Regions from separate parts of the Mus musculus genome. Here region 1 is linked to region 2. A link is a contact called in public promoter capture Hi-C data. All regions are on one chromosome and are shown on one strand. The core of a region is the stretch at or near the end of the contact, and the rest is flanking DNA. Distances in the headings are between cores, read along the strand shown.

Evidence for each region. Promoter capture Hi-C pulls out the DNA fragments that hold promoters and counts their contacts.
Region 1: a contact with region 2 is called in a promoter capture Hi-C map of hippocampal neurons, with 7 times the contacts expected there. A contact is called at or near these places in 4 of 39 promoter capture datasets (embryonic stem cells, hippocampal neurons and liver), 8 of 484 Hi-C or Micro-C datasets (brain, cerebellar granule neurons, cerebellum and 4 more) and 2 of 9 other capture datasets (liver and pancreatic islet).

What each region holds. Positions count from the first base shown.
Region 1 is chr19:22,882,160-22,886,434 of GRCm38.p6, reverse strand. It overlaps Trpm3 (transient receptor potential cation channel, subfamily M, member 3), which reads right to left. Exons shown (of 26, transcript NM_001362491.1): 10 at 2,451-2,551; 11 at 953-1,087. Among named protein-coding and RNA genes, the nearest start is that of Gm52388, 42 kb to the left of the region's middle.
Region 2 is chr19:22,751,840-22,756,236 of GRCm38.p6, reverse strand. All of the region lies in intron 6 of Trpm3 (transient receptor potential cation channel, subfamily M, member 3), which reads right to left. Among named protein-coding and RNA genes, the nearest start is that of Mir204, 3.4 kb to the right of the region's middle.

The sequences.
Region 1 (4,275 bases), core at 750-3,249, 130 kb before region 2:
CAACCTTTCTGTCCTAAGAGGACAGCGTTTGCCCCTTCCAGTGGACACATTCTGGAAAGACAAAGTGACTCTCACTACATAGTGAAGCTCCTGGCACCTTGATCTTGGACGTCCAGCCTCCAGAACTGTGACAAAGGAAAGCATGTTCTTTATAAATTACTCAGCCTCAGGCATTCTGTTGTGGCCGCACAAATAGACTAAGACTGCCACAGTTTTCTCATCTGTGAAATGGTTAAAAAAAACAACATCAGTTCTTTAAACACACTTGGCTTTTTTAGTGAATGCCACTGCAAAGAACAGCCACTACCACACATGTTTTTGGATGATTCCAGGGTATTTTATACTTTCTATCATGGTGTGGGGGTGCAGGGTGTGTGTGCATGCGTGTGTGTGCATGTGTGTGTGTGCATGTGTGTGTGTGTGTGCATGTGTGTATGTGTGTGTGAGTATGTGTGCATGTGTGTATGTGTTTGTGTGCATGTGTGTGTGCATGTGTGTATGTGTGTGCGTGTGCACGTGTGTGTGTGAACTTAGTAGCTCCGAGGATGGCATGGTGATACAAGCTACTTAATAAGCATCATTTGATGGTTGGTGCTAAACCAACCCTCCTTGCACTATTTGTCACCAACACCTCCCTGGGCTTACAGAGTGCGTGTGTTCCAATTGACAGAGACCTGCTTGTGGTTTTGAGTTAGAATCTGAGAACAACGCCCTATGGTGATCACGACACCTTTTGCCTAAGATGCTGACAACTGAGCAGTTAGAACAAGTGAGTTCTTGGTGACTCGGTGTCTGTCGTCTATCCAGGTGTAAGGGAATGCAAGTGAGGAATGACGCATGCATCACAGGAGAGACAGGAAGAGAATCACAGGCATGGGGGTATGGGCAGGCAGGATGAGGGAAACAAACAGAAGAGAAAGAGAAATGAAAAGGCATCTTAGCTTGGCCCTACCGTATTGTACAGTTCCTCTAGTCTGGAGATGGTGAGAAAACGGTGCATGCTTACTCCATTTTCTATGAGTAATTTCACAAAATCCACTCTGTCCAGGACTAGGGCATCCAGCATGGCTTGCTCCAGGGACCCTACCTGCAATTCAAGATATTCACTTAGCCTGCCCACGTCAGAGAAGCGCAGTTCCTCCGGGCTCACCCAGAAGGCTTGATATCTGCAAGTCTCTAGATAAACCAGACAGAGCCAGTGCTCCGATGCCAGGTGGCACCCCTGGTCCTGGAGGCACAGGTCTTGGGAAACAGAAGTCAAGGACTCCAGGTCTAGAAGCTACTTTCTCTCCTAAATCTCTTTCTTGTTCTGGAGCCTCAGGATCCAAGGTCTTCCTCCTGATGGATTCTCTGGCTAGTTTTCTGCTGTGCCTGTACAGGTGGCACTAGACACTTTCCTGCCTTCCTTTCCTTCTTTCCTAGGCTCTGAATGAGAGCCCCGGCTGACTTGAGGATAGGAACCCAGGAAAACATAGCTGAGGGCCAAACAGGCCTGGACAGGTGTGCAGGTGTGTAGTAACGGACACTCCGGAGGCAAACTGGCGTCACATAACTTAAGAACAATGTATTTTCTGGGTTGGAGCACTGGACTGGCTGTGATTTGTATTCTTCTCACGTTCTCTCATTTTTTTCAACGTCCAGATTCCTTGACAAATACGCTCCCCGATTAGAAATCCTTGAACTCTATAAGGACAGGTACTCAGTGGTGGCCAGAGCTCCTGGGGATGGAAGGTTCAGAGAGTCTTACTTCCAAGCTGATGCTGGGCTGCCACCCGTGGATGCGTGCGCACATCACCCAATGGCCCATTTCCCAAGTTATGATTTTTGACAGCCAAATGACGGGGGAAAAAAAAAAAGCCACGGGCAGTTATATAAAGCTTTGGTTCACTTGTGCTGGGATAGGTCGACCTGCGCTCAACCACCAGGACCAGATGGTACCTGTACACAGAGGCCTGGCCCATTAGCAAACCAGCAGGAACGTGCCGCCATTTGGTGGCAGCAGCTTCCTCCTTCTGCTCGCCTAAAAGACAACCAGAAACATGCGAATCCTCTCTCTCTCTCTCTCTCTCTCTCTCTCTCTCTCTCTCTCTCTCTCTCTCTCTCTCTCTCTCTCTCTCTCTCTCCCCTCCCTCCCTTCCTCCCTCCACTCCTCTAAATTTTAACTTTTTTATAACTGTATCTTTAAAGATTGAATAATAAGATAGGCTATGCGTCCAAAAATTGCTAAGAGCCAGGGAACCTTTAGTGGTGCGCTTAGCAATATCGTCCACTAGGTGACAGCATGTTCCCAAACACGAGACTGCTGCCCAGCTATGCTATGCAAAAGAAGATTCCTCCATCCCCGCCCCAACCCCGCCCAAATTTCTGATCCACTTTCAAAGGTTCCGTTAAAAACCCTTGTCAAGCGCATGGTGGCTTTTCAAGGGTAACGACTACGACGTATACTCTACCGGCCACTGCTGCCCGTAAATAAAGATCTGGCTGCGAGCGATGTCAACTCTGTTCCAGGCTAAAGCTAAGCTCAGTTGGTCTGGGGCGGATGCATTGGCACCTGTATAAAGTGGGACGGAAAAACAAAACAAAACAAAACAAAACAAAACAAAACAAAACAAAACAAAACAAAAACAAACAAACAAACAAAAAAAGACAAGAGAAACACAGTAGTTAGTTATGCCACGAAGACCCTTCCAGTCACTTCTTCATCGATTCCTCTTCTCCACAACCAAGCCGTGTGACTCCATTCCACTAATGACATTTTGTGTGTGTGTCTGTGCGCGCGCGCAGGGGGATCCTTCTTTGCCACGGTCTGTTTTCCTGTGCACTGTAGATCTATCTTCTATCTATCTATCTATCTATCTATCTATCTATCTATCTATCCATCCATCCATCCATCTATCTACTGTTTATTTTAAAGACAGGATGGGGCACTCATTCCTGGCTTGGCTTCCTCGATGTTGGAATAGCAGGTGAGTGTCGCCATGCCCGACATCGATTGCATTTCAATACCCAGTAGCCACGTGTGACTAGAAGCACACATAACATTTCTGTCTCTACAGAAGGTTCTGCTGTGATAGGCATGTTGTCCACACATGCGGCCCCTCAGCAGCTGCCTGTGTGGCTGAGAACAGGTACAGCCTAGAAGGTAGTGGGAATATCTTGCATCCTCTGCTGTCCATCTTGTGGTTGGGTGAGATAGGACCTCTCTAAGCCACTGTTCTGCCAGCTAGAAAATGAAAACAATAAAAATTATCCTATCTTATTTAATAGAGATGCCCTGCGACCAAAATGGAATCATATATGTGAGTTCACATGCCAACAGGTTTTTTCCCCCATTGATACCCTTGGCGTATGGAATAAGAGACCTCACTGCACCCTGCTCCATTTTTACTCTACTGAATATCCTACTAGCAGGGGAGAGGAGAAAACAGAAAGCACTCTCTTTTGGCTCAGAGAATTTGAAAAGTGAACATATGTTTGGCAAGCTCTTAGGAATTTCCATGTGTTGTGCTAAGGAATGTCCCAAGCGGTCCTAGACTTTGGCTCTTGCTATCTGCACCGGGCAGATGAAGATGCTCAAGTCCAGGTTGGCTAGAGTGACAGGGAAAGGTCACACATCTCCTAACAGAATGCCCAGACACATTTATTATGGGGCAGTGACATTCTAGCCAGAGCCAGCCATTGTGAATTCTGACCATCCCCACAAGCTCCTCCTTGGGGAAGGTTAGAATCAATATGAGGGCCCACTTCCTGCTGACCACACTATGAACGTATGCGACCCCCACCTGGGGCTGCTTGTCAGCATTATCTGGAGATCTTTACACGAAGGCTGTGACAGCCCCGCACCAATTCCATCACATTGCCAGGAGTCTCTGAAGCCCCCAGATGTTCCCTGTGTGCATCAGGAGCAGGAATCTGCGGACCCAGATGCCTCTTTTCCTGCGTGACCGTCCCATGCCTTTTTCTTCTGGACTCTGCAGATCGATACTAAGCAAACAGCAAACAGCAGTGGGGGTGGGGGAGGGGGCAGGGGCGGGGAGAGGATGTAAAGAGCTTGCTAAGTAAGCACGGGACCTTAGCTCAGTTCCCAATAGGGACATAAAAACTGGGCATGAGTGTTTTGTGCCTTTGATCCAGTGCTGGAACAGGGGTGACAGAGACAGGAGGATCCTTGGGATCCACACATGGCCATATACACATATGTATGTACAGCTCTATACATACACATGGGCATATATACACACACCTGCACAGAAAGAGACAAATATAGAGGAAAGA
Region 2 (4,397 bases), core at 222-2,721:
TGCCATTGAGAGGCCATTTTGAGACAGTGCTGAGACAACCTCAGCCCCTGTTTCCACTTTGGAAGTGCAAATCTATTTCTAAGTGAAAAAATACTGTTTTTCATTGTATGGTATGTGTTTTTCTTAATACAGTGATAGCTCTTTATGAGCAAATAATGATGGTAATGTGCTTTTTTTTTTTTTAAGATTTGTTTGTTTGTTTATTTATTTATTTATTTTGGCTTTTCGAGACAGGGTTTCTCTGTGTAGCCCTGGCTGTCCTGGAACTCACTCTGTAGACCAGGCTGGCCTCGAACTCAGAAATCCTCCTGCCTCTACCTCCCGAGTGCTGGGATTAAAGGCGTGTGCCACCACGCCCGGCTGGTAATGTGCTTTTTAAAGAAGGTAATTACAAATGAATCCAAACAAGGCTGCATTTGCGTTTTGGGTTTGGAATGAAGTGTTGTCTTACACTAAGGGGATCAATTGATTTACCATTCAACCAGGGCACATTTATGTGTGTGTGTGTGTGTGTGTGTGTGTGTCCTCACTGATAATCACTGCAGTATACTAATTATAAACTGGAACAGCTGAATCCTGGACAAACCTTTACACACAGTTACACACTTATGGAGCGCAAGGTCACTTCTGATATTTCTTAAAGTAGACAGCAGTATAGGGTGTTTAAAAGAGGCCCTGAGTTTGTTTGTTCACTGTTGATCACACTGTTTCATGGGCTCCGTTTTCCATTCCTTCTAAACCCCAGCTGTTCGATATCAGAGCTATTCCTCTGTTTGCATGAGGAGAGATGAAGCCCCAGAGAACTCAATGATTAAGCAAAGGAACAGAGCTGCAATTCAGAGGCACCTGTGCTAATCTGTTAGGGGGGAAGATATCAGTTGAAAACTTTTCTCATGGCCTAGCCTATCCTCAGTGGTGCTAGAGATGGATCCTGTTACTTCTCATCTGGAGATGGATGCCACACCACATTATCATTTAAACTCATCCAGTATGATGATGAGAAGTTGGGAGTTATAGCCCAGAGGTATGCAGTAGGTTCTCTGAGACCTCAATCATGGGAGTATTTAATGTTTTTTTGTCCTATTCTATAGTCTATGTGAAACTGCCTTTTGTAGCTTCTGGCACCAAAAATCTATGTGGCTGCCGTAATAACTCGTGACCTTATTATCTAAAAGAAGGCTATCTTGAGATTATTAAGTAAAAATATGGCCCTTTCAGGGATGCCCTAGAATTGCAATCCTACTGTAAGGAAGTACTTTGCTCATTGAAAATGATTGGAAGAAGCAGTGTGTGTGGAAATCTCTTGCCAGTGTCTGCAAGGACAAAGGCTGTTCTTTTAGACCCATCAGCATCACTCGTGGGGGTCATTGCTTGAAATCCCACACTGGCCCCTCCCTGGGAGTCTCAGATCAGTGAGAATTTGTGTTTCAGCAGTTTTCCAGGCGCTGTTGCAGCTGCTGGTCCAGGGAGCACACTTTGAGAGCTAGTGGCTTAGCTTAAGCTGCAGGGGGAGGTAATAGAACAAAACAGCTGACATCTAAAGTGTGTCCCTGCTCAAGCAAATACAGGAAAAGTTCACGGGGTGAGACCCGAAATGCCCATCCACAATGTTCCTAGGAGTCTACTTTAAAGCGTGAGCCATCAGCAAGCCTTTTCCTTGAAGGGCCAGAGAAAGCGTTTCTTTTCAGCTCTGCCAGAGGATTGTGATCGTGGCACAGAACCATCGGGAGATATTTTATTCACAACAACAAATGTTGCAGTAAATCTTTGTTTACAAAAATAGATATGATGGATTTGACTCCTGGGCTACAGTTTGTGCACCTTTGGGCCTAGATAATGTTCTAAGGGAATTTGTAGAAGGGAAATCCTGTTAGTTCATTTATCCCGAGTATGCAATGGTAAATGACTAAGTTGGAAACACGCGTGCGTATAAACGGAGCGCTGTTGCACATTGAGCTGTACTGGTGGCACGCTGCTTTTGTTGGCAGATGAACTCCCTAGCAAGTCAAGCCCAGGACCTAGCTACTAGGGACTGTATAGGAAACTCGCAATGGGAGTTTCACTAGTGAAAACGTCTCATTTATACCCATGTTTTCTACTTTGGTAGTTTGCTTGTAAGTAAAGAATCGACTTACTAATGTAAGCTCAAAAGCTTTTTACAGTGATAGAAAACTAACTAGCACAGGGTTGGGGGAGGGTGCGGGACTAATATTTATAGCAAGTTTGAACTGAAAACATGATATGAAGGGAGGTTAGAGTCTATTTGATAGTGTCATTAGGCGACATTTCCTATGTATCTAAGTTTATGAACAACAACGTCTAGTGAAATAGTTCTTAGTGTTTGACCAATGGGAACATATAAATCAACAGGGCAAAACACATGCTGTTGTGTTTCAACAGGCCAGGGTCTGAGGCTGGAAAGCAAGGTGCAGGGAACGGCTGCCTAGACTTCACGCAGGCATGCTGTGCTCAGTTGTGGCTTGCTTCCCAGCCTCCCCCAGGATTTCATAACAATTCCTAATGTGCAGCACAGACGGTGCACACTTCCTGTGCTCTCCCTCTGGGTAGACGAGATGCTGCTAATGAGGCAGGGCTCAGCTCGGATTTGTTTGATGACCAGGAAAGCTGACGCTTCAATCTTCACCCGCCCTGATTTGGCAAAGGCACACACCTATTCTTTTTTTTTTTTTTTTTTTTTTTCCACTCTGCGTCTTTCCAGCAGGAATTGCCCACACGTCCCCACGTGGACCCAGAGATGCCAAGGCTTGTTAGGGTCGAGCATTCCCCTGCCTGCGTTTGGGGACTGGAGTGTTTGCCTTCTGGGCTGCGGCATGTAGACCTTTGCTGAGTTTGGAAACCTGGCTTCCAGTGTGGAACAGGGACAGCCTGTTTGTTGAGGGTGCCAAAAGAGAAAGGAAAAATCTGCTGCTTGCCTATTTGGCCACTATGAAGGCATGAAATCTCTTGTTTTCCTCATTTTGTTTTAGGGGCTGATGAGTTGAGCGTTTAGGCTTAGAATGTCTTTTATTGTTAAAACAATCATTAGTGTCATTAGTGACATTTCTAGTTATTCTTTAGAATTGTATGAATTACATTTTGCGTTTACATCCATTTGTTTCAAGAGACTGAAATGCTCCAAATAACATTTTGAAGGGACTAAACAAATTGTTTGCAATCCTCAGAGGCACTTTGGAGGGCCCTGTAGTGAACTCCTCAGATCTAGCCATATTAAGCAAATGAGAGTCTTAATCCACAATTCTTTGAGACCCTTCGCAAATGAAATACCATCTCTTCTAACTGTGAGTTGATGATTATGGCAGAAAAGCACCCACTCAGCACAAACTTTTTCCATCTGTTTTCTGTTCGCCTGACTTTCTAAGGTTTGCTATGCGTTGCTACCAAATACATTGATCCTGATCTAGAGTGAAAAGAAGTCACGGGTGACTATTACTTTCAGTAAGTAGGGAGAAGTCAATAGATAGTTCCTTTTATGTATAAATGGAAATACTGAAGTCATGATAGACTTGGCTAATGCAAAAATATTTCTTTTAGATCTTCTAAATGCATTGATTTAGTTGGAAATGGTTTGATAATAATCACAATAACAATAATAAACAGTGGAAGAAGAGCACACTCAGATTTTCCAGGCTGAATGTCCTTCTGCACCAGGCATGGCACTCACTGTTATCTTTGCCCAAACCCTTTCCCATTCGGTTTTCTCCTTTGAATCTATGATGTTGTTACTTCATTTGCCTTTCCTTTCTAGACTATATCATCTAAGCTCTTCTACTAAACTTCAATGTCAAACTAGAAATCAAAGCTGAAAATAAGTCTAGGAAAACTAAGTAATGCCATTGGCAGCAGTGATCTATCAGACACCTATTTGCATGTGCCAGGGACTGTGCTAAGTTCTCAGGCTGATAAAAATGGTTAAGACACAGGCTCTGTTTTCTATAGGTTCATAGCTGGCAGGTGATCAGCAACTAAGCAGAGAAAGGGACACACTAATCACTAATGAATAAGAAGTGCTACCACAGAATTTTAGACAGTAAAGTAGGGATGGGGAAGATGTGAGGGACATGGCCTATGAGGTTCATCAAGGGAGGGAAATGCCTGGATGGAGGTGGATTCTTAGACTGAGAGATTAAAAGACCGTTGCCATTAGTAATAAGAGAGGCAGAAATCAAGCATGTATTAAAAAGAGACGAAACATACACAATAGGGTATATTAAATCAAGGAAACTGTAAGTATCTTGGAATGAGTAAATCAGAAGATCCATATGGCATTGTATGTAAAAGAAGCTTGAGAAGACATGGGAATACTTTAGAGGGTCTTTCATTTAGCAAGGAAACAAGAAGGGAACCAAGTCCCACTGGAAAAGTCCTGTTACCCTGAA